6 separate regions of the Mus musculus genome follow, and regions 1, 2, 3, 5 and 6 are each linked to region 4. Evidence: chromatin contacts called from public Hi-C, HiCAR-type and promoter capture Hi-C data. All regions are on one chromosome and are shown on one strand. Each heading gives the region's core, a stretch centred on a gene start, on an enhancer-like site or on the middle of the called end of the contact. The rest is flanking DNA. Distances are from core to core; before and after follow the strand shown. Region 1 holds the start of Utp11 (UTP11 small subunit processome component). Region 2 holds the start of Pou3f1 (POU domain, class 3, transcription factor 1). Region 3 holds the start of Sf3a3 (splicing factor 3a, subunit 3). Region 4 holds the start of Akirin1 (akirin 1). Region 5 holds the start of 4933407E24Rik (RIKEN cDNA 4933407E24 gene). Region 6 holds the start of Inpp5b (inositol polyphosphate-5-phosphatase B).

Evidence for each region. Promoter capture Hi-C pulls out the DNA fragments that hold promoters and counts their contacts. Hi-C and Micro-C count contacts between places; a contact is called where the count stands out from the background. HiCAR-type assays count read pairs that join an accessible place to other places.
Region 1: a promoter capture Hi-C map of liver shows a contact between it and region 4, with 4 times the contacts expected there. The contact joins the promoter of Utp11 here to the promoter of Akirin1 in region 4. A contact is called at or near these places in 16 of 39 promoter capture datasets (the 3T3-L1 cell line, 3T3-L1-derived adipocytes, the C10 cell line and 10 more), 8 of 484 Hi-C or Micro-C datasets (B cells, CD4 T cells, CD8 T cells and 5 more), 13 of 115 datasets of contacts at active chromatin or transcription factors (the 230-238 cell line, the NIH/3T3 cell line, astrocytes and 9 more) and 3 of 9 other capture datasets (adipose tissue, embryonic stem cells and liver).
Region 2: a contact with region 4 is called in a HiCAR-type map of astrocytes, with 3 times the contacts expected there. The contact joins the promoter of Pou3f1 here to the promoter of Akirin1 in region 4. A contact is called at or near these places in 3 of 39 promoter capture datasets (cranial neural crest and liver), 1 of 484 Hi-C or Micro-C datasets (embryonic stem cells) and 3 of 115 datasets of contacts at active chromatin or transcription factors (astrocytes, bone marrow-derived macrophages and large pre-B cells).
Region 3: a contact with region 4 is called in a HiCAR-type map of astrocytes, with 5 times the contacts expected there. The contact joins the promoter of Sf3a3 here to the promoter of Akirin1 in region 4. A contact is called at or near these places in 3 of 39 promoter capture datasets (cranial neural crest, frontonasal cranial neural crest and hippocampal neurons), 5 of 484 Hi-C or Micro-C datasets (B cells, CD8 T cells, cerebral cortex and 2 more) and 8 of 115 datasets of contacts at active chromatin or transcription factors (astrocytes, bone marrow-derived macrophages, cardiomyocytes and 5 more).
Region 5: a Hi-C map of adipose-derived mesenchymal stem cells shows a contact between it and region 4, with 4 times the contacts expected there. The contact joins the promoter of 4933407E24Rik here to the promoter of Akirin1 in region 4.
Region 6: a HiCAR-type map of astrocytes shows a contact between it and region 4, with 4 times the contacts expected there. The contact joins the promoter of Inpp5b here to the promoter of Akirin1 in region 4. A contact is called at or near these places in 5 of 39 promoter capture datasets (the 3T3-L1 cell line, 3T3-L1-derived adipocytes, embryonic stem cells and 2 more), 4 of 115 datasets of contacts at active chromatin or transcription factors (astrocytes, bone marrow-derived macrophages, embryonic brain and 1 more) and 1 of 9 other capture datasets (adipose tissue).

The regions. Positions count from the first base shown.
Region 1 is chr4:124,691,909-124,695,769 of GRCm38.p6, forward strand. Utp11 (UTP11 small subunit processome component) reads right to left here and starts at 1,646. Exons shown (of 8, transcript NM_026031.3): 1 at 1,532-1,646. The coding sequence starts at 1,594.
Region 2 is chr4:124,656,317-124,660,444 of GRCm38.p6, forward strand. It overlaps Pou3f1 (POU domain, class 3, transcription factor 1), which reads left to right and starts at 1,330. Exons shown (of 1, transcript NM_011141.2): 1 at 1,330-4,128. The coding sequence starts at 1,391. The coding sequence ends at 2,740. Gm2164 (predicted gene 2164) reads right to left here and starts at 1,171. Exons shown (of 11, transcript NR_168006.1): 1 at 524-1,171.
Region 3 is chr4:124,713,512-124,717,333 of GRCm38.p6, forward strand. It overlaps Sf3a3 (splicing factor 3a, subunit 3), which reads left to right and starts at 1,350. Exons shown (of 17, transcript NM_029157.3): 1 at 1,350-1,479; 2 at 1,758-1,805; 3 at 2,141-2,193; 4 at 2,299-2,404; 5 at 2,940-3,012. The coding sequence starts at 1,384.
Region 4 is chr4:123,748,690-123,752,324 of GRCm38.p6, forward strand. It overlaps Akirin1 (akirin 1), which reads right to left and starts at 1,610. Exons shown (of 5, transcript NM_023423.3): 1 at 1,259-1,610. The coding sequence starts at 1,475.
Region 5 is chr4:124,566,975-124,571,120 of GRCm38.p6, forward strand. 4933407E24Rik (RIKEN cDNA 4933407E24 gene) reads left to right here and starts at 2,205. Exons shown (of 3, transcript NR_045819.1): 1 at 2,205-2,319; 2 at 4,039-4,146. The region is part of intron 1 of Gm2164 (predicted gene 2164); the gene reads right to left.
Region 6 is chr4:124,739,124-124,743,348 of GRCm38.p6, forward strand. It overlaps Inpp5b (inositol polyphosphate-5-phosphatase B), which reads left to right and starts at 2,727. Exons shown (of 24, transcript NM_008385.4): 1 at 2,727-2,793; 2 at 3,341-3,467; 3 at 3,813-3,907. The coding sequence starts at 3,411. Gm12915 (predicted gene 12915) reads right to left here. Exons shown (of 4, transcript NR_151694.1): 3 at 2,651-2,798. Gm32117 (a long non-coding RNA gene) reads left to right here. Exons shown (of 2, transcript XR_376640.4): 2 at 1-982.

The sequences.
Region 1 (3,861 bases), core at 396-2,895, 940 kb after region 4:
CTGACTCAGGCTGCCAGGCTGTGCGGCAAGCACATCTGCTAGCTGCACCACTTTCCCAGCCTGTTTTGTTTTGTTGAGATCCTGTCTCATGGAGCCCAGAACATCCTAAAATCTGATGCGTTCCCTGAACTATTGATCCTCTTGCCTTTAAAAAGAAAAGAAAAATAATAATAAAAAATATTTGTTTGAGGAGTAAAAAGACGGCTTAACAGTTAAACACAGATTCTCCTCTTCCAGATCCCAGCACCCACGTCAGGATGTCGGACAAATCACAACCCTGGCCCAGGATGTGCTCCCACAAACACCCGCTCACACACTCACACTCAGTAATCTTTTAATTTAAAAAATGTTAGTGTGGCCGGGCAGTGGTGGCGGCGCACACCTTTAATCCCAGCACTTGGGAGGCAGAGACAGGCGGATTTCTGAGTTCGAGGCCAGCCTGGTCTACAAAGTGAGTTCCAGGACAGCCAGGGCTATACAGAGAAACCCTGTCTCGAAAAACCAAAAAAAAAAAAAAAAAAGTTAGTGTGTGTGTGAGAGAGAGAGAGATAAAGAATATGAATGAATGTGAGTGCAGGGCCTATGGAGGCCAGAGGGGGTGGTGGAATTCCTAGAGTGGAGTTAAAGCTATTTGTGAACCCACAATGTGAGTGCTAGGATTTGAACTCTGAGAGAGCAGCCGAGTACTCTTAACGGCTAAGCCCTCTCTCCAAGGCTTGTTAAAAGCTTGTTTGAACCAGTTATGATGTAATTTCTGAGAATGGCAAAGTGGATAAAGTGATTCTGCATACATCTTTATTTGTATTGCATATCCAAACCCTAACACATTCTCCTGAGTAAATCCACACCTATTTATTCTAACTAAATTAAGTGGGGGAACTCCCCACTTCCCTCCTTTTTTTCTTCTTACCAAGGACTACGCCTACTGCCCTTACTTGCTAGGCAAGCAGTTCACCATTGAGGCCTATGTCTAGAATTTTTTTAGATTTTTGAGTCAGGTCTAAGTGACCCAGACAGGCCCCGATTTTGGGATCCTTCTGCCTTGGCCTCTTGGGTAGATGCCATTATAGACCTGGGCTATGAGGTCCAGCAAAGTTTGTAAATGGTCAAGACATTCTCCAGAAGGGATAAGGAAAGTGCCACGATTTTAGGGGGAAGCATATGACAGATCTACACGAACCGCAAATCCCATGCCAAAAGTTGGGCCCAGTTTAGGAACACCCGGGCATGCGTCGGTTGTGAGGCGCCTACTGTCGCTGGTCACTCGGTTACATTCCTTTGACTTTGGTCTCAAGTTCCCAGGGAAAGGCCTCTAGCACACCCTGCCTCACTCAATTACCCACTGACCCTCTACCGTAGAGAATGACAATCCTCCTACCCTGTCCCTGGGTCTCCCCGACAAGGCACGCTGGGGTCAGGCCCCATGTGTTGGGTATTGACTGAAGGCAGATGCGCTGTCCCGTATCCGGATGCAGGGACAGCGAGGGGGCGGGGGCCACTGCAGGCGCCCCTGAGGCTTGCGAGGGCCTACCTGGCTTCGTTCTCGGTGTTCCCGCTGCCGGGTCTTGGCTGCCTTGCGAAAAGCCGCCGACATGCCTACTGAGGTCTAGGAAATGCTCAGCAAACTCCACCACCACGACAGCACTACCCACCCCGCCGCGTCCGCCAAGACACCGGAAGCAGGCCCAAGACGCGGCTTGCAATGCAGCCTATCAGAAGCCTGCTTTACCGGAAATACAGCCCCTCTCAAGCGGCCTGAATCGGAGGGTTCTGGGAGATGTAGTTTCCAAAGCTAGAGTCTTGGGATTCTTTCACAGCTCTCGGTTCGCAGAGAACGTCCACTGGTCCAGAGACCTAGACTTCGCTCCAGGCCGCACGTTGGCATCTGGGAACACATGGCTGGCACTGCTCTCTGGCTACGCTCGGCTTGCGTGTGCGCATGTGCTGTCACCTGAGACTTGGTGTGGGTTAAGATTCTAAGTAGAACTAGAACGTGGCTCACACCTTTAACCCCAGCTCTCTGGAGGTAGAAGCTGGCAATTTTCTGTAAGTTCAAGGCTAACCTGGTCTTACATAGTGATTGCCAGGCCAGCCAGGGCTACATAGTAAAATAAATCGCAGTCTAAAAACAAAACAAAAACAAACAAACCAAAAACTAGAAATAATGTGAATCTTACAGTATACTAGAAAGAGTACTTTAAAACCATATTTGGCTCCTCAGCTGACTTCTGGCTGCGTGGCTCTGAGCTGATTGCTTGACTTTAAAGAGCATCATTTTTCTCACCCATAAAACGAACATAATAATAGCAGACTGGTCTTGCTCATAGGAGTATCAAGGGCTCTGAGTGGCAGAACTGTATCTATAAGCAGAGTAGAAAAGAATCATCTAATAGCAATAAAGTTCCGAGTCCTTCACAGCCATCAAAGTTGTGCGTCTAGCTGGCCGACTTAACATAAGGTAGTTAATGTGATGGATAGAGAGCCGCGAACTGTGGAGGGAGTGTTCTGGTGCCAGCTCTGCTCTTAACCAAGGAAAGTTAGTTTTGCTGAGGCTTGGTATCCACATCTAGTTGTAAAATAATAAAATAATACTATACCCTCAGGATTTTGAGGTTTAAAAGACATATGTTTTCAGTGCTTAATGTTGGGTTTACTTGTTAGCAGGTTCACAATAAAATTGATTTGTTTCTGTTTTTGTTTTGTTTTGTTTTGTTAGTTTGTTTTATTGGGGTTGACTTAGTCTGATTAGGTTTGATGTTTTGAGGCAGTGTCTAGCTATGTAGGCCTGGCTGCACTGACACTCATAGATCAAGCTGGCCTCAGATTCACAGTGATCTCTTGCGTCTGCAAAGAGCTGGGATTACAAGTGTGTGACAGTGTGCCCAGCCATCCTGTTATTTTTGTCACCACTAAAGCTACCTTTAAGTAGCACAAGAGAGAGTTGGACCCAGCCAAGCATCACAGCAATGTTTGGGTTTGTTTGTGCTCTCCCCCCCCCCATGCCTGCCACCCTCCACCCCCACCCCCACCCCACCCCCGTATGTTTTCATCTGTTGGCATTTGGAATCTTTTCCACTATGGGAGACTAATCTTCAGCCAGCTCCTTGTTGTTTTTGTTTTATTGAGACAGGATGTCACAATGTAGTCCTAGCTGTCCTAGAAGTCACAATGTAGACCAGGCTGGCCTCGAATTCACAGACATCCACTTGCCAAGTGCTGGGATTAAAGACATGTACCACGACACAGGCTTCCAGACTCTTTAATTGCATCCATTTTACCTGACCCTGGTAAAGTCTCTCCTACTGAAGAACACATGGAAGCCCTCTTCAGAGAGTCCAGGGGACAAGTGGATATGAAAAAGGTCACAGTACAAAAAGTCTCTTTCCTGCCTCTACACTTGATCTTTTTTTGCCCAGTTAGGTCCACATGTGTGAGGGAAAACTCTGTTTGGTTTGTCATCCTTGGAAACAAGCTACTTCATCATCTAGTCTGGTACTACCTTCCTAGCCACATCTCAAGAAGCTTAGCTATCTGATAGAATGACCGGATGGTAGCTGTATCCACTCCTGCCTTGTCCCCTGAAGAAGTATTAGTGACCAGCTGCATCTGGGGAAGCCATCGTTGTACCCTGGAGGTGGGGGACTCTAGAGATAACCCTAGATTGGCATTGTACAACTACCACCTATTAGCTTGGCATTAGGGCCACATCGTAAACATCTTTGTAAACCAGTTCGTATGTTTTTTTTTTTCAAGACTAAAAAAATGGGTGATAACGACCACACACGGGACACACACAGCTTTTAGCCATGTGCGCTCTCTGCTTCCCTGCCATGCTCCGCCTGTCACTCATTTTTTCCCTCT
Region 2 (4,128 bases), core at 80-2,579, 910 kb after region 4:
ACTGAGGCCCCCTCCACTCAGGATCCTTAGGAGAGACACAAAACAAGGACAGGGATGAAGAAGTTGGCCGCATCCCACTGTCCACTTCTCCAACAAGGACACCTCGAACTCAATTCCCTATCAGACAAGTCCGAGTTGACTCCACGGGAGGCTAGACAGCTGCCAGCTGCCAGCTGCCAGCCTGCACATTGGATTTCCGAGGTGCCCAACTGTCCTTCCCTAAGTCAGTCCACAAATCCTATTCTGCAAGTTTCCGGGCGGCATAACCCCAGCACAACCAGCGCTGCCGACAGACCACCGGTTCCAGCTGGGAGGAAAACAACACGAAAAGGCTACAGCAGCGCAGGACAGGGCCCAGTGTCCATTCCCCACCCACTGGTGGCGCTTTCTCTGGAACCAGTCTCCACCCCGAGGTTCTCTCATTCCAGAACCCTGGAGCCCAACTGGTTCCTGGAGCTTGCATCTCCGCGTACAGGCTCAGCGGCTCACTGTCCTGGCTCAGCACTGCCCACGCGGTACTCACCTGGCCTCGGTGCCCAGGGAAAGGAAGGCGAGCCGGCGAGAGGCGTGAAGCCCAAGCCGATCCGAATCTGTCCGTGCCTGCTGCACTTTCAGGACTGCAGAGGTCCAGCTAGTTGTGGCGCTGAGTCTAGAGGGAGTAGAGGGAAAACCAAGACCTTGGGAGAACGCGATGCGACCTGGCAGCCGCAGGAGGCGAGGCCCCGGAGGTTAGCAGCCGCGCGGTACCGAGCCGGGAAGCCACGCAGCTTCGCTCTCGCTGCAGCCCAGACTCGCGGGATCCTGGCCCGCAGGCAGAGGCGCAGCGCAGGGAAGAGTGCGGGGCTGAGTCTCTGCTCGGAACCCGAGCGCCTCCCGGAGCCCGCAATCCCCCGCCCGCCCCAGTGGGATGCAGGCGGAAATTGAGCTTGTGTGGAACGTGGGGACCGACCGGGCTCCGAGTCTCCCGCGCTGCGGTGAGAGCGGGGCCCACGCAGCCGGGACCGGAGGGGGTGCGGTCCCAGTGCCACCCCCGCGCCACTCCCCACGTGGCGGCCGCGCCCCCGGGGCGTGAATGTGTACGCGGGCGGTGGTGGTGGGGGTCATGAATGAAGCCCCAGCGGCCAATCAGCACTGCCGGCGCGCGGGACCCCGGGAGCGAGACCCAATAGCGAGCTCCGGGTTGCAGGCCCCGGCGGCGGGCGGGCACGGGGGGAGGAGGCCGGGGCCGGGAGGCGGGAGGCGGCTCCGCGGGCAGCCAATGGGCGGCGGGCGGGGTGGGGCTCCGGAGCGCCCAGCGGGTCCGGGCTTTAAGCCGGCGGAGCGCGGCGGCGGGGCCCGCAGACGGAGCGAGGCGGCGGCGGCGGCGGGGCGGCGCAGGGCGCGGGGCGGCATGGCCACCACCGCGCAGTATCTGCCGCGGGGCCCCGGCGGCGGAGCTGGGGGCACAGGGCCGCTCATGCATCCCGATGCCGCCGCGGCGGCGGCAGCGGCGGCCGAGCGGCTGCACGCGGGGGCCGCGTACCGCGAAGTGCAGAAGCTGATGCACCACGAGTGGCTGGGCGCGGGCGCGGGCCACCCCGTGGGCCTAGCGCACCCTCAATGGCTACCCACGGGAGGAGGCGGCGGCGGCGACTGGGCGGGCGGCCCGCACCTGGAACACGGCAAGGCAGGCGGTGGCGGTACCGGCCGAGCTGACGACGGCGGCGGTGGCGGCGGTTTCCACGCCCGCCTGGTGCACCAAGGGGCGGCCCACGCGGGCGCGGCATGGGCACAAGGCGGCACAGCGCACCACTTGGGCCCCGCCATGTCGCCGTCGCCCGGGGCCGGCGGGGGTCACCAGCCCCAGCCGCTCGGGCTGTACGCTCAGGCGGCCTACCCCGGTGGCGGCGGCGGCGGCCTGGCCGGGATGCTGGCGGCGGGAGGCGGCGGCGCGGGACCCGGCCTGCACCACGCACTGCACGAGGACGGCCACGAGGCACAGCTGGAGCCGTCGCCACCACCGCACCTGGGCGCACACGGACACGCACACGGACATGCACACGCGGGCGGCCTGCACGCGGCGGCGGCGCACCTGCACCCGGGCGCGGGCGGTGGTGGCTCGTCGGTGGGCGAGCACTCGGACGAGGATGCTCCCAGCTCCGACGACCTGGAGCAGTTCGCCAAGCAGTTCAAGCAACGACGCATCAAGCTGGGCTTCACCCAGGCCGACGTGGGACTGGCGCTGGGCACCCTCTACGGTAACGTGTTCTCGCAGACCACCATCTGCCGTTTCGAGGCCCTGCAGCTGAGCTTCAAGAACATGTGCAAGCTCAAGCCGCTGCTCAACAAGTGGCTGGAGGAGACCGACTCGTCCAGCGGCAGCCCCACCAACCTGGACAAGATCGCGGCGCAGGGCCGCAAGCGCAAGAAGCGCACGTCCATCGAGGTGGGTGTCAAAGGCGCGCTCGAGAGCCACTTTCTCAAGTGTCCCAAGCCGTCTGCGCACGAGATCACCGGCCTGGCCGACAGCCTGCAACTGGAGAAGGAGGTGGTGCGTGTCTGGTTCTGCAACCGGCGGCAGAAGGAGAAGCGCATGACCCCCGCGGCCGGCGCGGGCCACCCGCCCATGGACGACGTTTATGCGCCTGGGGAGCTGGGGCCTGGCGGGGGCAGCGCGTCGCCACCTTCTGCGCCCCCGCCACCCCCGCCGGCCGCGCTGCACCACCACCACCACCACACACTGCCCGGCTCTGTGCAGTGACCCTGCGGACTGGGTTCCCCGCCGGCGCAGCGGTGCCTCCGGCGCGCAGTTAGCGCGCGCGGCCTGGACTCTTTTTGTTGTTTATTCGGTTTTGCTTTGGATTTTACAAAAAGGAAAAAAAAAAAAAAAAAAAAAAGCTCAGAAACTTTTAAACAAAACCAAACACCCGGGACCGACCCCTCTCTCCAGCGAGCGGCGAAAGGCGGCCGAGAGGCTGTGTCGCCCGAGTCCCGGGAGAGAGCAGCGGAAGATCCAGAATGCGCCAACTCACTCTGGGCGCCCTGTGCCCACTGCCTGCTCCCTATCCCCATCCCCTCGACGACCCCCGCCCCTGCCCCTGGGCTGTTCGGGGCCGGATCCCGGCAGCGGCCTCCCCACAGCGAAAGGTAACGCGGTGCGGGGTTAGGGATTCCCCGGGAGAATGGACGAAGAGAGGAGAGTCCCCAGCAGCTCTCCCGGGCGCGGACTCCCTGTAGCCTGCAGGTCACGGGTGGGGGCTGTCACTTTATTCTTTCCGCGCCTCTTCTCTCGCACCTGGACGCGCCCCACCCCCTCACCTTTTCTCCGGGCTTGGTTTTTTACGGTTTTTATTTATTCGTGGAGCCTCTCGGCTCCTGGGGTCCTTCTAACTCCGCCCGCGCCCTTAATTTAAATCGCTGTATGCTGTATTTATCGGGGCCCCAGAGGGGAGGCCGCGAGAGCCGCATCTGTGTATAAAAGCAGGAAATAGCCAAAGCTTTAATCTAGCCTAATTTATTTTCCCTTTCTCTTCCCCTCTCCTCCTTCAAGAACGCAAAACAAAAACAAAAAAAAAAAAACTAACAAAAAAATTTTTTTTGAGTGTTCATTTTTCGTTTCGTTTTACCCGAGCCCTCGGCTCGGTTCCTGGCCTAGCAGAGAGGGTCTGCGCTCCCACGCACACCCGGGTGGGAAGGGGCATCTCCACCCGCAAGACCGAGCACGCATCGCGGGCCACTGCTTCCCCGCCGGGCCTTGCCCCTCCTGGCCTTAACGAACGAAACTTGGAAAAGTTGGAACTATTTTTTAACTAGCTGTAGAAATAAACCCGTTCCCCCCAAGAACCTTGCGCCTGTTTCCCTACCGCTTCCCCCTGCTCTCTTTCCGGCCCCCGCGGGATGCGGGATGCTGGGGGAACCCTGGGGAGAAATTCTCCAAATTTGGGGTGAGGTGGGAACCATGTAAATATGTGAGATATGTACACACTGGCAGGGGGGGAAGAAACACTTTGTGCTTGGTTTTTATTTTTTGGTTTTCTGGGTTGTTCTCCCTCCCCATCCTAAAGGGTTTGTATGCCCGACTAAACCGAAAAAGATATTTTAATATGGTTTCCTAATTTCTGACCCATCTCTATTTATTTTCTGGATGTG
Region 3 (3,822 bases), core at 100-2,599, 960 kb after region 4:
TTGTATGTGTATGTATATATGTATGTGTGTATGTGTATGTTTGTATGTGTTTTGTTTGTTTGTTGTTTTGAGATAGAGTCTTATCACATAGCTCAGGCTGAACTTGAACTTGTTCTCCTCTTGCCTCCATCTCCTAAGCGCTAGGATCACGGGTGTGAGCCACTTTGCATTGCGCCGATGCCTCTTTCCTGGTGCATGCACTGTCACACACTTGTAATCCCAGCTCTCTATACTGATTCACTCTCTGCCCCTACTCTGTTTGTTTGTTTGTTTGTTTGTTTATGTTTCGTTTGGTTTGGTTTCATGAGACTGGATCTCTATGCAGCCCTGGCTGTCCTGGAACTCACTATGTAGACCAAACTGGCCTAGAACTCACAAAGATCTGTTTGCCTCCACCTTCTGCCTCTTCTGCCTCTGCTTCTTCCTCTTCCTCCTCTTTTAAGGAAAGGCAGTCTAGATTTCATTTTCTAAGCCATACAGTGGCTAGGTGTGGTGGCTCATACCTGTAATTCCAGCAAGTGGTAGGCGAAAAGCAGAAAAATAAAGAATTACATGGAATTGGGGCTGGTGAGATGGCTCAGTGGGTAAGAGCACCCGACTGCTCTTCTGAAGGTCGGAAGTTCAAATCCCAGCAACCACATGGTGGCTCACAACCACCCGTAATGAGATCCGATGCCCTCTTCTGGTGTGTCTGAAGACAGCTACAGTGTACTTTACATATAATAAATAAATAAATCTTTTAAAAAAAAAAGAATTACAGAGAATCAGAAGTTAACCTGTGCTGAACAGCAAGCATATCATTGCTTGAGTGTACCACGTTTTTCTTAAAGACTCCTCTGCCAATAAACAAAGGTTGTGTTCAAATATGTATGAGTTTTATTAAGAACAAACCCACCACCATCTCCACTTTACTGACAAACACACTAAAGTCCAGACAAGGGGAAAACATCACCAGAGGTCACACACTGAAAACTACTGCTGCTTCCAGTTCCCCTTTCCGTTCTGTATCCTTCAACTTATCCGTTCCTGCTAGTGTGTCCCTGCCGGCCCAGCTTTCTGCAGCAAGCCCCGGGCAAGCCAGCTGTCTCTCAACCTCAGCCTACAGGATTCTTGCAGGCTTCTTAGAGACAGCCAGCTTTCAACGCGGAGGCAGCGCTCCTTCAGACCCCCAGCCAGCAGGGGGAAGCGTAGCCACGGTCGCGGATAGCACCCGCTTGCTCTCTTCGTGGTGTTCCTTTTTTCTTGAGTCCCCCAAGACACTTCCGGGACACGCGGAACTTTGGTGCAGCCGGATGCTGCGCGCTGAGACGCTGGCTGAAAGGCGGCAGGCGGTGTTTCCGGCAGTGTTAGTGGTCCGCCTTGAAACGCCGTGGCCAAGGGAAAATGGAGACAATTTTAGAGCAGCAACGGCGCTATCATGAGGAGAAGGAACGGCTTATGGATGTTATGGCCAAAGAGATGCTTACGAAGAAGTCCACGGTGAGTGAGCCGTGGTCCGGGCCGCATCAGGAGGCGGGCCTGGGTCCTTTGCCGAGCCCTCGCGCTGTATTTGGCCTCGGAGCTTCTCTGCGCCCCATCCTCACCCTCCTCCTAAGCTGGCTCGGCACTCTGGCCTCGTTAACGTCCTCCGAGGGCCCCTCAATCTTCCTGCTTCAGCCCCTGGGACCTAAACCAATAAGCGCATCACCCCTCGGGTGCTCTTTCCAACTGCTAAACTCAAAGTAACAACGTATGTGTTACCGTTTGCCTTTCTGCAGCTTCGGGACCAGATCAATTCCGATCACCGCACTCGGGCCATGCAAGATGTGAGTGCGCCGCCGTCCGCTTCCCCTGGGGTCGGGCTGGGCGGGAAAAGTGCAGGCTGGGAAGGTTGAGTGGCCCTGCGTGATTTCTACCCCTGAGTTCTTAGACAAGCCCCTCTAGGGTACCTAATCAGATGTCCTATCTCTGCCTCCCAAGTGCTGGGATTAAAAGTGTATGCAACCACCTCGGGATCAAGCTGTCTCTTAAAAGTGGTGGAACTTTGAAGACCATGTATCTCATGAGTTTTCCTTGGGTTTTGCCAAGACATCCTTTCTTGTTTACTTAGCCCTGTGGTACAAATTTGCTTCATTCTGATGGCTTTGCGCTTCTGTTTCAGAGGTACATGGAGGTCAGTGGGAACCTGAGGGATTTGTATGATGATAAGGACGGGTAAGTGACGGTCACATCCCTTCTAACAATTAGTGCTTTTGAGGAGCCCTGGTGAGACCATGGGCTGTGTGCTTTATGCTCTTCGGGTTTGTTGATATCTTGCAGACTGCGGAAGGAGGAGCTCAATGCTATCTCAGGACCCAACGAGTTCGCTGAATTCTATAACAGACTCAAGCAGATAAAGGAATTCCATCGGAAGCACCCAAATGAGGTAAGGCCTCCCAACTTAGTGTCCTTAGACCTGGCCGTTAACAAAAGGGAAAGATGCAAAGGAAATGGAGCTATGCCATGTAGATGTCACTCCAAGAAAGAACGTGCCACTTCACTGCATGTTAAGTGACATCCTCTTGGCATCCCTCTGCAGTAAGAGAACACGGTGAAGCACTAGGGCTGCTTCACAAGAATGTCTCCTACTCAATATACTGTGCACCTAGCTCTGCCCTGAAATCTACCAACACAGTGGTGCTCTGTTCACTTGCAGAGGTCGTTACCCCTTCAGGATTCATGTCCAATGCCAGCTTTTTCGTAAAATATCTCTTGGACTGCCTCCTCCAAAGGAGCCCTTCCTTAGCATGCTGTGTTTTGTGCCAATCAATGTCTGCCCGGCTATGCAGCAAGGGAAGTGGAGAACACTAAGTAGGCAGCTCTGTACACTCAAGGTCAAAGCCAAAGCAAGTCTTAGAAGCCCAGGCCTGTGTGTGCCTGAGACATCGCCAGGCCCACCTGAACTCTTCTCCTTCCCTCAGATCTGTGTGCCAATGTCAGTGGAATTTGAGGAGCTGCTGAAGGCTCGAGAGAATCCAAGTGAAGAGGCACAAAGTAAGTAATGGTTACTGTTTCTTCCTGGGGCTTCAGGCCATTCTCAGCTATAGAGCTAGGACCTATGGCTTGGTTTTTTTTGTTTTGTTTTGTTTTTCAATCTGTTTTTATTTTGTCTGTGTGGGTAATTTGCCTGCATATATGTTTGTATACCGTGTGTGTGTGTGTGTGTGTGTGTGTGTGTGTGTGTGTGTGATGGCCTCAGGAAGCCAGGAGAGGGAATTGGATCCACTCCGACTGGAGTTACAAATGGTTTTGAGCTACCGTGTAGGGACTGGGACTCAAACTCAGGTGCTGTGCAAGAGCAGCCAGTATTTCTAAATGCTGAGCCACTTCTCTAGGTCCTAGAACGTCGTGTCTCTAAAAACAAATAAATAAAGGCTGATTGTGGTGGAGTATACATTTAATCTCAGCTCTCAGTAGTTCTCTGAGTTAAATAAATGCCAGACCTTTTATTTTTTTAATTGTATGGTGAGTTAACATCTTTTTTTTTTTTTTTAATTTGTTTATTTGTATCTGCATTGGTGTTTTGCCTACATGTATCTGTGTTTGAGGATGTCAGATCTCTGAGTGGAGTTACAGACAGTTGTGAACTGCCATGTGGGTGCTAAGAATTGATCCCAGGTCCTAATGAAGGCCACTCATTGCTCCTAACCATTGAGCTATCTCTCCAGCCCCATTTTTTTGTTTTGTTGTTTGTTTTGATGTGACAAGGTGTCTCTGTATAGCCCTGGAACTCACTCTATAGATCAGGTTGGCCTCGAATTCAGAGATGGCCTGCCTCTGCCTCTCTAGTGCAAGAATTAAAGG
Region 4 (3,635 bases), core at 360-2,859:
GATGGGTTACAAGTCTGTAATTCCAGTCACTTGTGAGGCTGGGGCAGGAGGGCTGCTGAGTTCAAGACAGGCCTGGACCACACTGTGGGTTCCAGGCCAGTCTAGAGAGTGAGACACTGTCACAAAACAGCAAAGTGAAAGACTATTCAGATTAACAACCTCAAGGAAAAGATGGAGAAAGCAGGTCTAGTGGAAAGAGCAGAGCCACAGTTAAAGGAAATGGATGATACGACGACGTGAACACAGGTAAAGCTCGAGAGGACTGCTGGTGGCAGCAGTATCCTTGAGGGGCTAAGCACAGGAAGGAGGAAATGAAAACTAGAGGCACTAGAGACTGCAAGATGTAAGGGGGAAAAATGATTTAAAGGGACTGCAGGTTTTCCTAATGCTTGAGGAACAACAATAAGAAGAAAACAAAGAAACAACTTGGCCAAATCCACTTTTGAGGGATTATTTCTGGGATCCCTCTAATTTGCTGAATATGGGTGCTGAAGCGCGTTCCCTCCTCCTACTGCAATATGATAGGCATCTTTACTGCCCCATGAGTCCTTCTTTTTGCCTTGTCTAAAACGAAGTGCCTTACTCAAGTCGAGTCACTGTATTAGATATTTGAATTTTGAGTACAGAATCTCTGTATACTTAAGGATTCTCAAATACTAGCCAACCAACTACCCACTTCAAGCCATACCCGAAACAAGACAATAGCCACACGATAAAACAAGGTCAGTCCGTCTCTTAAGAAATAGTCTGGTTGAAATTGCATTCCATGGCTTCTGCTCCCTAAAGAATTCTAGAAATCAAGTCTTCCTAAAAGCACCTTGCGGCGCTACATACGCTCACGCCCCTTCCCCTCTATCCGTCTCCCGCCCCACTCATGGCTGGGTTCGTGAGCAGAATCCAATTTTCCATGGCCCACTGGATCTCCCGGGAGGTTCCGCACAAGCGGAGGCAGGAGGGGCTTCAGGGACACCAAGAGCCTTCGGCGGTCTGGGGTATCCCCACCTCATTTTGGTGCCCACCCCTCAGACTCTCCAGCTCCAGGAAACCCGAAAACCGACACTGTGGGGTCACTGCCCTTCCCGGATGTCTCTCGTCCCCGGAAGCAACCGGGCCCAGCAGCACCCCAGTTCCTTTTTCTCCCAAGGCCGATATGGGGTGCGGAGGTGATCTCGGCCGGTGTCCACGACCCCCGCACCCTCCCCGCCCCCCACGCCCGGGCCTGGCTTCCTGCCAAGTCCGCAGCAGCAGCGCAGGTTACCGGGAGTTGGAAGACGACGCTCGCTGCCGGGTGGGGCAGGCTGCTGGAGGCTCGCCGGCGGCGTCTGCATCTGAAGCGGCGGCGGCTCGGCGTCCGGGGGCCTGAGGCCCGGAGTGGGGCCGGGCAGAGGGGCGCAGCGTCGCCGCTTCGGGGAACCGGGGCTCAGCAGCGCCGCCTCGAACTCCATGGGCCGCTTCAGTGTCGCCCCGCACGCCATCCCGCGGAAGGGCCAGAGACCAGACGCAGACGCGGCAGCAAGGACTGCCCTGGATCCAACTCTTCAGCTACGGCTCCCAAGCCAAGCCGGCTCCAATGGCGCCTCCGGCACCCGGCAGCCGCGCTGGCCCCGCCTCCTGTGACGTCACGGGCGTGCGCCACCGCCCGGCAGAGGGGAAGAAGTCGGAAAAGGGCCGATCCGGGAGGCCCGCGAGCCTGGGCTCGGCCCATGGCGCCCCCTGCGGAAGAAGTAGGCCGGTCTGGGCGGAGAGCGTGGTCGCCTAGCAACACCCCCGCCCCCGCCCCTCCCAGGGCCCCCCCCTTCACGCTCTCTGCCGGAGTGGCCTGGGAGGTCTTTCGCACCTGCGCGGCAGGGGCCTCGGGGGCGGGGGATGGGAGAGACCCTGGGAGACCGGGGTTCCCTTGGCCGCGTGACCGATAAAAGAGGTGATTCTAAAGGGTTATCAAAGGATTTTGTCTTGAGTCCCAGGAAATCTTCACAAACATAACCGGGTTATCTAAGGATAGACTTTATTTAATCCACGAACCCTGTGCAATCATGGGCAAAATTGGAAGGGGAGGTGTGTTACAAATGAATGTATTTTGGGGATAGATGACCCGGCCATTAATCGGATCACTAAATGGATATGTGTTACGCAAAAAAGGATTAAAAGGAAAAAAAAAAAAACAAAAAACAATCCTACCAGAAAACTCACTGGCTTAAACTGTCTAACCAAGTGATACCAGGGTGTTAGGAACTTCCCCTGATAGCTGATTTGGCAGTTGGCTTCCTCATCCGACTTGGCAACTCAGACTGGTTCTTCCTCGGGTCAATCGAGATTCTCTGCCGTACTGTTGGCTGGAAAATGCTTTTGATATTCAGCAAATGAATAGAAAACAGGGAGGTTCTGCTTTAGGGAACTCTGGTTGTAATTTTCCTGGGGAGTAACTCCAGTGCTTTCAAATACATCAATAGAGTCATCAGAACAACACCTCCACATTCAAAGCCTTTCTGTAATTATTTGTATATTAGTGGCTGTGATTCCTGTAATCTGGCTTTAACATTATCTCTGTAACAGATTTTTCTAGAACAGTCCAAATTTTAGATACTCATTTCTAATTGCCAAGATGGCTGTCACAGTACTTCAACACACTTGGGGTTAGACAATAAAGGCATACTATCTCCAATCTTCCTCCTCCTTCTCCGCCTCTTCTTCCTTCTCCTCCTGTTCGTTTTGGTTGCTTTTCTCTGAGTCCTCTTCCGTTTCTACAAACTCTTTAAAGATCATAACATAGGTCATATACTTTCACATTTATTTCTGTAAAATATAAGACAGCACAGCATACCAAATTGCTGGTTTTCTGTTTGTTTTGCCATATTGGGATTCAAGCCTCCCTAGGCACATTACCCATGTTAAGTTTATTTTAGCACATTTATTGTCAATATAGATGTAACGTGGTTTAAACTAAAATCTAGAAATAAAACATTAGAGTTTTTTTTAAAAAAAAAAAACCTCACAATTATCTTGGTGGTAAATGACTGAATTTAAAATTCAGTTCTGAGCTTCTTGAAGGCTAAAGAAAAATGAAACCATAGTCATGATGAATAGGTGTTATCTGAATGGAACCAGTTCACCAGAGGACACAGACCATCATTTTGTGTATCACTTTAATTCCAAAGGTAGACTGTCATGACTTTATTAGGAAACAATGATGTAATAAAGCCTTTAAGACCGCTTGCATGGCTGTTTCTATGTTCAATAAAAGCCAAGGACATGAAAAGCCACTTCACGATGGTTATTTTTTAAGGGGACCTAAGAGCATCAAGTAAATTGTTTTCTTGTGGTATAAACAGATCCAAAGTGAACGATTAGAAGACTTGAAAAGTATGTCCCTTGGGTAGTCATTTTAAACACACCTCTCTTAGTAGGGTTTTGCTACGTGCTTTGGTAGTCACTCTGTGATCCTTTAAAACATTGAGTGTGCCTTGGAATATTAGTGTTTTAAAGGAGGAAGCTGTAATTTGAATATATGTCTAACTGTGCTTCAAAACCATACATTCCTTGAGAATAACAAGGAAGCCTTTATTCATCTGTATTTCCCCACGACTTGCACAGTGAATGTGGCAGGAATAGACACGGAATAAATATTAGTCAATGAA
Region 5 (4,146 bases), core at 955-3,454, 820 kb after region 4:
GTAGAGGCACACACCTCTAATGTCGGCACTCAAGAGGCAAAAGCTGGAAGATCTCTGTGAGTTCGAAGCCAGCCTGGTGGTCTATGTAGTGAGTTCCAAACCAGCCAGGACTACAAAGGGAGACCCTGTCTCAAAACAAAGAGAGTCTACATCTTTGAACACTGCTTGTATTTGCACTGCTTGCATATGTGATAATGTATACAGACACATGTACACACACACACACACACACACACACACAGAGAGAGAGAGAGAGAGAGAGAGAGAGAGAGAGAGAGAGAGAGAGAGAGAGATGCACACAGTTTTCCCAGAGCAAGAACTCCAGCTATCTGCTGCTAATAAGCAGATCTCTGTCTGAAACCACGTCTTCCTGCTCACCTGTTGACCACGAGTGCACCAGCTGGAGTCCGAGCTCCACGTTCAAGTCTATGCAGACTCCTGGGAGCAAGAGTGATGTCACCAACAGCAACCAACCTTCACTGAGCACCAGCTAGCTACATTTACAAGTTTGCTCATTCCTCCTTCTAACCCATGAGACAGGTGCCTCTATTTACCCATTTCCCAGAGAAGGAAGCAAAGGTTCCAAGGAGCTAGACCTGTCTGTGGTTTGTGCAACTGGTTGGTGTCAGAACTGGAACCAAGATTCCAGTTAGGGTGGTGATTGAGGCAAATAAGGACACTGAGGATTGAACCAGCAGCTGACACAGTGGCACATGCCTTTAGACCCAGCACTCAGGAGGATATCTGAATTTGAGGTCAGCTTGGTCTACAAAGCAAATGCCAGAATAGGCAAGGCTGTTATACAGAGAACCCTGTCTTTAAAAAAAAAAACAGAGAGAGAGAGACAGAGAGAGACACAGAGGCACAGAGACAGAGAGAGACAGAGACACAGAGAGACATAGAGAGAATATTGAACTGGCTCATTCGTTCATTCATTCATTCATTCAGGAAACATTTATGGAGGACCTACTGTCCCAAGCACTTGAGAAACCTCATGCAGCTGTAGCCACAAACAGCCGTTCCCTCGTGTAACTCCCTATAGAGCGGGAAAGAAAAAGAAATAATGAATATAATATGTCAATACTCATTTGTATATTTTAAGTGTATAATGGATTCTCTGGTCTGCCCCAGTTCCCCACTTTGGAACTGAGACTCCTCTCCCTTGTTATGGGAGTGTTGATGGATGGCCATTCAGCAGTCTCTCTGCAAAACTGCTCTGAAAAGGGAGCTGCTTCACCTACGGCTACTCCCTTCCCTAGGAGAGCCTTCATCCCATGTCTGCTCAGTAGAGAATCACAAATGTCCATGCCCTGTCTTAATGCCTGGCCACTTTGAAAGCTCCCCTGGATCCCAGGTCCCTGGACATCAGCTCCAGCCTTTGCTGTGACTGCATCAGATGGCAGCCCTTCCTCTGTCCTGGGCTGCTTCCTTCACAGGTCTGAGAGCCTTTCCCAGTACACTCCCTCCAAGGGAAATTCTCTACCACAGTCTCTTTCTCTGTGTGTTCAACCTGCTTTGGGAAGGGTATCTTCTAGGGGAGGGAGAGGACGGCAAGAAAAGAAGCAAAAATCAGCAGAGGAAGAAGGATCAGAGGGCAGGGCCCCAAAAGGCAGCAGGCTGTGAAATCAAAGAAGATACTTGAGACAACCTCATTAAGAAGTGATATTTGAGCAAAGACTTGAAGGTGGTTGTAAGGGAGTTACCCACGTGGAAACTAGGTGAGATGGGATGACACAGAACAGTGCACATAAGAACTTGCTGGCCACTATAAGGTCCTCTGGAGGACCTGGTCTGAAATGAACCCTCCCCAGACTTCTATAGAGACCAAGAGCAGAAGCAGAGCCATCTGCCTGGAAGTCACTGCAGAGAGCCAGCTGAGGAGGATGTACCAGGGTGGCAGTGACCGGTGACAAAGGGGGCTCAGAGGTACGCTTTTAAAGTGCAGCCAGCATGTTTGGCCAACGACTGGGTGCAGGAAGTGAAGAGAACACAGGACCCAAGAATAACCATGACCTTTTCTTGTCCTGAGATGGAAGGTCTCACCAAGACCTCAGACAAGGAAAAACCCACTGGAGAAGGTTCAGAGGAGACCTGATGTGAACGCTGTTGTAGTTGAAATTGACAGTCACACCCATAGCACAGGATGGCTACCCAGCTGAGGCACAAAGGCTAGAGTTCCAAATGGGAATGACAGTTGGGGGTCAGGAGGACAGTGGAAGTGGGCACAGGGACCCAGCTCTATATTTCCATCCCATGCTGTCCCAAGACTCACAACAAGTTCCTGTGACCTCTCAAACTATGCGAGGGGCCGGCAAACACGTGAGCAGAGAAGGTTCTGTGTGAAAAGTGTCCAAGTGGACATTTGTGACTGAGATGAGGGCTCAAATGCTATGTCCCTGCATATGGAGGTGGGGTGTGTGTGTGCCTGTCTGTCTGTCTGTCTTTCTGTCCATATGTCCATAAAGATCCAGCACCTTGCAATGTAAATACGGAGATGATGCCAGCCCAGAGCCTGGTACCTAGAGGTCTCCCATTGTTATGGAATGTGTAGAGTAAGCAATTAGCTGCTGTTGGCATTTAAAACATCAACAAACGCTCCTTGCCTGCCCTGAACCACACGGGTCCCCTTAAAGCCTTGTACAAATGACTCTTGAACATGAAGGTGCCTGCAACTCCCAAGTGCCCGGCTCTTCCCTGCTGTGTCTGGCCAAGTGGGGGAACTCCTGTCACTGCTCAGGAGGGCGGAGAGTTAACTCTCCTTTTGCCATTAAACATAATCAGGGAGAAATCTGTGTGAAGCTTGGCGCTCTGGCCGGTAAGTGATTCCCCCAGAACAACAGATAAAAGCCCGGCACTAAAGTGCAGCCAGAAACGATGTGTAATTGCCATGAAAGAATCTTTGAATCTACACGCTGCTTTTAACTTGGGAGGCTTAAATTACAATTAATAGTTCCCTTGTAGAAGGGGGGGAATGCAGAAGTGGGGGTGGGGGAATAGAGGAATTCAAGGCCCTTGAGCTCAGAGCCCCAGGCTCCATCTAAGCGCTTCAGTGTTGGGGGGTGGCTAAATAGTAGAGAGAGAGGAGAAAACTAAAAGTATAGCTTTCTTGGGGTCTCAGGAACCCTGATCGGTTATATTTCTTACAAGCTCTAAACATACTGCTTTCTGAAGAAGCTCCTGGGTACTTCTGAGTGGTGGAGCCCCTCCCAACAGTATCCTGCAATGTTGCAAATAGCCAGAACCCACTGCCCCCATTTTGCAGATGGGGAAACTAAGGAGACCCCCCCTGGAGTATAGCTAGTCTACCTGCAATTTCCCAAACTAGAAATGTTCTGGGAGCTCTTTCCTCCCACGATATCCTAGGGTAAACATGTTCAGAGATGGAAGGGTGTCTGTCTGCTTCCATATCATAGTATGAACTCAGCCCACTTGCTTGCTGGCCGGTCCTTTTTTTAAGCACCTAACCAATGAGCCAGATTTGGGGTTGGGGGTGTGTAGCTCAGTGATAAGGCACGTGCCTAACATCTGTAAGGGCCTAGATTCCAACACCAATACTACAAAAATATAATGAAAATAAAAGAGGATAGTAAGTACCAGGTAGTGATACATGCCTTTAATCCCAGCACTCAAGAGGCAGAGGCAGGCAGATCTCTTGAGTTCAAGGCCAGTCTTGTCTACTACAGAGTGAGTCCCAGGACAGCCAGGGCTACGAAGATAAATCCTGTCTCAAACACAGCCCACCAATAAAAGATGACAATAAGAATAATTTGCTGAGCCATACAGCCCTTCCCCTGCCCCAACACCCTCCTCCCAAGGCCTATTGTGCTCCCCTGAGGAAACCTTCAATGTCATCCTCAGACCTGGATCAATCCCCGATATCTTTGTCTGACTCAGTCTAGGTGTCCCCTTCTGTACTTTATCCCCTCCCCACCCCCTCTCTCTATTAACCCATTAGGCCCAAGGCTGTAGACAGCTTCCATGGAGGAGCTGCAGTTAGGCACAATCAGGGGCCAATGCTCTCCTTTATCTGTCCTCCAGGAACAGAGGGGTCTGGTCTTCCTAAGACACCACCAACACTGTGAGAAGGGGCCCAGAGGAGCGGCCACACCATTCCCGGAGCTTGCCGAGAGACTCCGACACTGGTGT
Region 6 (4,225 bases), core at 1,477-3,976, 990 kb after region 4:
ACTACACCTAGGGCTGGCTGCAGACAGGTCTGCATGACAGACAGGCACACTCAAGAGTCAGGGAGCAGGGGCTGGTCCCTGCTACCTATGTACTGTCAAGCTTTGGCCTCAGGTGGCTGCCTCCAGCCAGATGGGACCCTTAACTTCAACAAGGCCACTCCAAGAGTCACCAGGAACCCCCTGCCCTGGATCCCCAGTGTAGCTACAGACGCTCCTCCCTTTGCTCTGTTCCTGTCCCTGGTCCACTACCTGGGCTCAGCAGTTATCAGAGAGTGACATCTGAAAAGAATTTGTGGACACTGCAAGCCTTCACATCTCCCTGCTCCAAACCCTGGAGCTGTGTCTTTAGAGAGCATGACTTACCAAGTCCAGGTTCCCCCTTCCCCACTCACAGGGTCTGGGCCTTGAACATGGGTCCTTGTCCCCAATCCCAAGAGGAGGCTTAGACTTTTGGGGGTGGGGAGGATATACTTGTCTGACCTACATTTTGGGAAGACACCCCCCCAAATCCTGCAGGGATAGTTCGGTCTGTAAAGACCGCCTAGCCTCGCCCATTCCATCTCCCCAGCCCCTCCTCTCTAACGATCAGCTTTAAGGGGTTTTCCTGCCTTCCTTCAGTGACCTTCAGTGCCTTGATCTCTAACTAGTGCCCTTTCCCCTCATCCCCCATTTGACTTCAAAACTGCAGCCCAATCAACTTGAACTCCAGTTGTGCTGTGGATGTTTCTAGAAAGAGACAACCAGGAAGAGTCTGGGAGGAGTTTGCAACATGCAGGTTGAACTGGTTATCAGAGTTCAATTCAAAACAAAAAGGAGGGGGGCAGGTTAAAGGTTACAGGGGTGGGTGTGGGGTCAATGAGACAGTTTAGAGGTAAAAATCACTATGAGTTTGAGGCACATTTTGGGCCAGCCTGGGCTAACTAGTGAGTCCCTATCTCAAAACAACAGCAATAAAAAGTTACAGTGGCCATCCATTCTGCAACACTGGCCCAACTGCTTGCTTTTTTTTTTTTTTTTTTTTTTTTTTTGATTTTTCGAGACAGGGTTTCTCTGTATAGCCTTGGCTGTCCTGGAACTCACTTTGTAGACCAGGCTGGCCTCGAACTCAGAAATCCACCTGCCTCTGCCTTCCGAGTGCTGGGATTAAAGGCGTGCACCACCACGCCCGGCGAGAAGCAATCTTAAATCAGTAAAGCTAACTAATTGGGGTGAACATGTTCTGAGATGGAGATGTGGCTCAGTCATGGAGTGTTTGCTTGGCAGCTGTGAGGCCCTGGGTTCCGGTTCCTAGGCTCCATCCTCAGGACTGCTCAAAATAAATAAATGAAAGTCTCAGAGCCACTATACCAGAAACTGCACAGGAGTGTAAGGGCAAGATTCAGCCCAGTCCTCAGGGATCCAGCTTACCGAAATAGTCAGCAGTTGAGAAAAAACCAACCATTCTAGACTCTCTCGTCTGAGCTAGCTTCTTTTGTCCTGTCTTGAGTTATATATAGTCTTTTTTTTTTTTTTTTTTTTTTTTTTTTTCCGAGACAGGGTTTCTCTGTATAGCCCTGGCTGTCCTGGAACTCACTTTGTAGACCAGGCTGGCCTCGAACTCAGAAATCCGCCTGCCTCTGCCTCCCGAGTGCTGGGATTAAAGGAGTGTGCCACCATCCCCGGTTTAGCTATATATAGTCTTTACCTAGAAGGGAACAATGGAGTCTGGAAGAGAATAGTTCCTGTCAGGGTAAATGGCCAATAGAATGTGGCTAAGGGGCTTGAGGACAAAACCTGCTCAGGGCTGTCTATCTGGGCATTGCGGTGAGATGTCTCCTTAGTTAAGAGAACATATTGCTCTTTCTTGGGACCCAGTTCCCACCACACACATCAGGTGTCTCACAGCCTCCTGTCACCAGCCCCGAGGATCTGATGACCTCTGGCCTTCTTAGGTGAGCGTGCACACACACACACACACACACACACACACACACACACACACACACACGGTGCACATAAATTCATGCAAGCACACACACATACACACAAAAAATTAAAAACTAACAGATCTTTAAAGAAATAAAGAGCCAAGAGGGCCACATCGTCCTCCGCTGTTAAGAAGAGTCCTCCGCGCTGCCTGGTGGTTGTCATTACTGTGTCACAGATAAAGATGCCACACATTTCAAGTTCCATTGACAGAAAAGCTAGATAGGTCTTAAGAACATTTAGCAGTTCCTAGACGGGAAAATGACACAGGAATTGGAGTTGGACTTCCCTCTGGGCACCCAGCACTTATTGGCTACGGACTTTGTCAAACAGTTTTGTCTCTCTGTTCCTCCGTTTCTCCACCTGGCAAGTGGAGAAGGTGACATACATGAAGCCAGGGCACGGTAGTTATCTGGAAGTGTTTCAGAATAATAGAAAGCTGTCCCTTTCTGCATGTGAAGAGTTGAGGATGGACTTAACTTGAAAATAAAAGTTAACATCATTTTTTCCGTTAGGGTAACATGACCACTTCCTTCTGCCTTGGACATGGGCCTTGGCCCTTTGATTTAGTGGGCTGAGAAAGGCGTTCCTCACGCAGGCTTTCCAGAACTGGGACGCCCGAGTATGCTTGAATACAGACTGTAGATTCTAGATTTTTAAATAGAGTAAGGGCGGGGAGACCCACCTACTCGTCCATGTCCGACTCGGGCATGCTGGGACTTGCAGGCTGGCTGTCCGTCCTGTGACGCCAGGGCCGCTGGGAAATGTAGTCCTTAATCTGCCCTGGAACGGAGGTGTCCTGCAGGCCCACCGGTGACAGCTCGGGAGGTAGGCTGCAATGACAAGGATCTGAAATAAGTGCAGAGTGGGAGGGGGCTTGCAAGCTGGTTGCTGGGGCCCTTGTCCTGTGGGTGCCAGAATGGACACTCCTAACCTGCTGCTGATGCAACGGGGCCTGTTGGGTGGGGTGAGGGGCAAGGAGCAACGGGACACCCACAGGCTCCGAGGAAAGAGCAGCGGGGCTGGGTTATTTCTCCAGAATAAGACCCTCCTAGCTGAGACTGAGGCGAAGGCTGTCTCCCTACCCCTATTTGGACACACCACCAACCTTTCCCAGAGAAGAGCCAGATGGACCACAACTGCTCCCTGAAGAGGGCATCAGAGCTGTACCCAGAAGCAAGGAGACCAGAGAGCATACTGAACTCCACTGGGAACATCTGGGGCGACACCGAGCAAGGGGCAAAGGGGTAGAAACCCATTTTCTGGAAACGTTGAGAGACCCATTGTAGGAAAGACGGGGAAGGCCAGAAGGAGAAGAGAGATGACCAGGCTCTCTCTTTTCCCTCCACAAAGGCCCCTTTCTTCATCCCCACAGCCCCCCGAAGCAGCTCTAATACGGAATGGGAGGTTCCCACCTGCCCTACCCCAGGGTTTGACAGCTCAGCATGGACCAGTCTGTGGCAATCCAGGAGACCCTGGTTGAGGGGGAATACTGCGTCATCATATCCTTCCCAGTTGTAGGTTGCCATCCAGATCGTGCCTGCTTCAGCCTTGGGAGGTGGGATGGAGGGTGTGGAAAAATTTCTCTCGAAGCCATATGGGAAAAGGTAAACCAATATTTACCAAGTATTCACTTGGCTCTGGTCTCTCTACCAGGTGCTTTACATAGGTAGCTATTTTCTCAACCAGCTGCAAAGTTGGAGACTATTATACCCATTTTGCAGATGAGGAAAACTCAGAGAGGTGAAGTCGTTTGCCAGTGGGAGAGGGAAAGGCAGCGTGGTGGAGTGGGCCGGATGGGGAGTTTCGCCCTTTGGCTTTCAGTTTCCCTTCACTCTGAGCAGCAGGCAGTCCAAGGTGTGCTGTGTAAGGGAGATAGCCGGCAGAGCCGCCTGCTCGGGCTGGTGAGGTACCGGCTGGAAAATGACGCCCAGGAGCATGCGTAAGTAGGGCTCAGACTGCCTGTGTGGGCCATGGGTGGTTCTTCAGTATCCTCCAGCTGGACTTCAGTCATTCTGTCTGAGTCTCCTAGACTAATTAACACAATGATAGTGTTCTGGAACACCGTGTTCTAAGCCTTTAATAATCAGCAAGATGTGATGTGGAAGCTTTTAGAGGAGAGGCAGTTATATCAAACTTGGCCAGATTTTGAGTTTGTGTGAGTGCCCGAGTTTAAATCCGGATGCTGCAATCCTATGCAAATTGTTCTTCATAGCTCCATTTACCCAGAGTAAAGTACAGAGGGTTGAACTGGGAACGA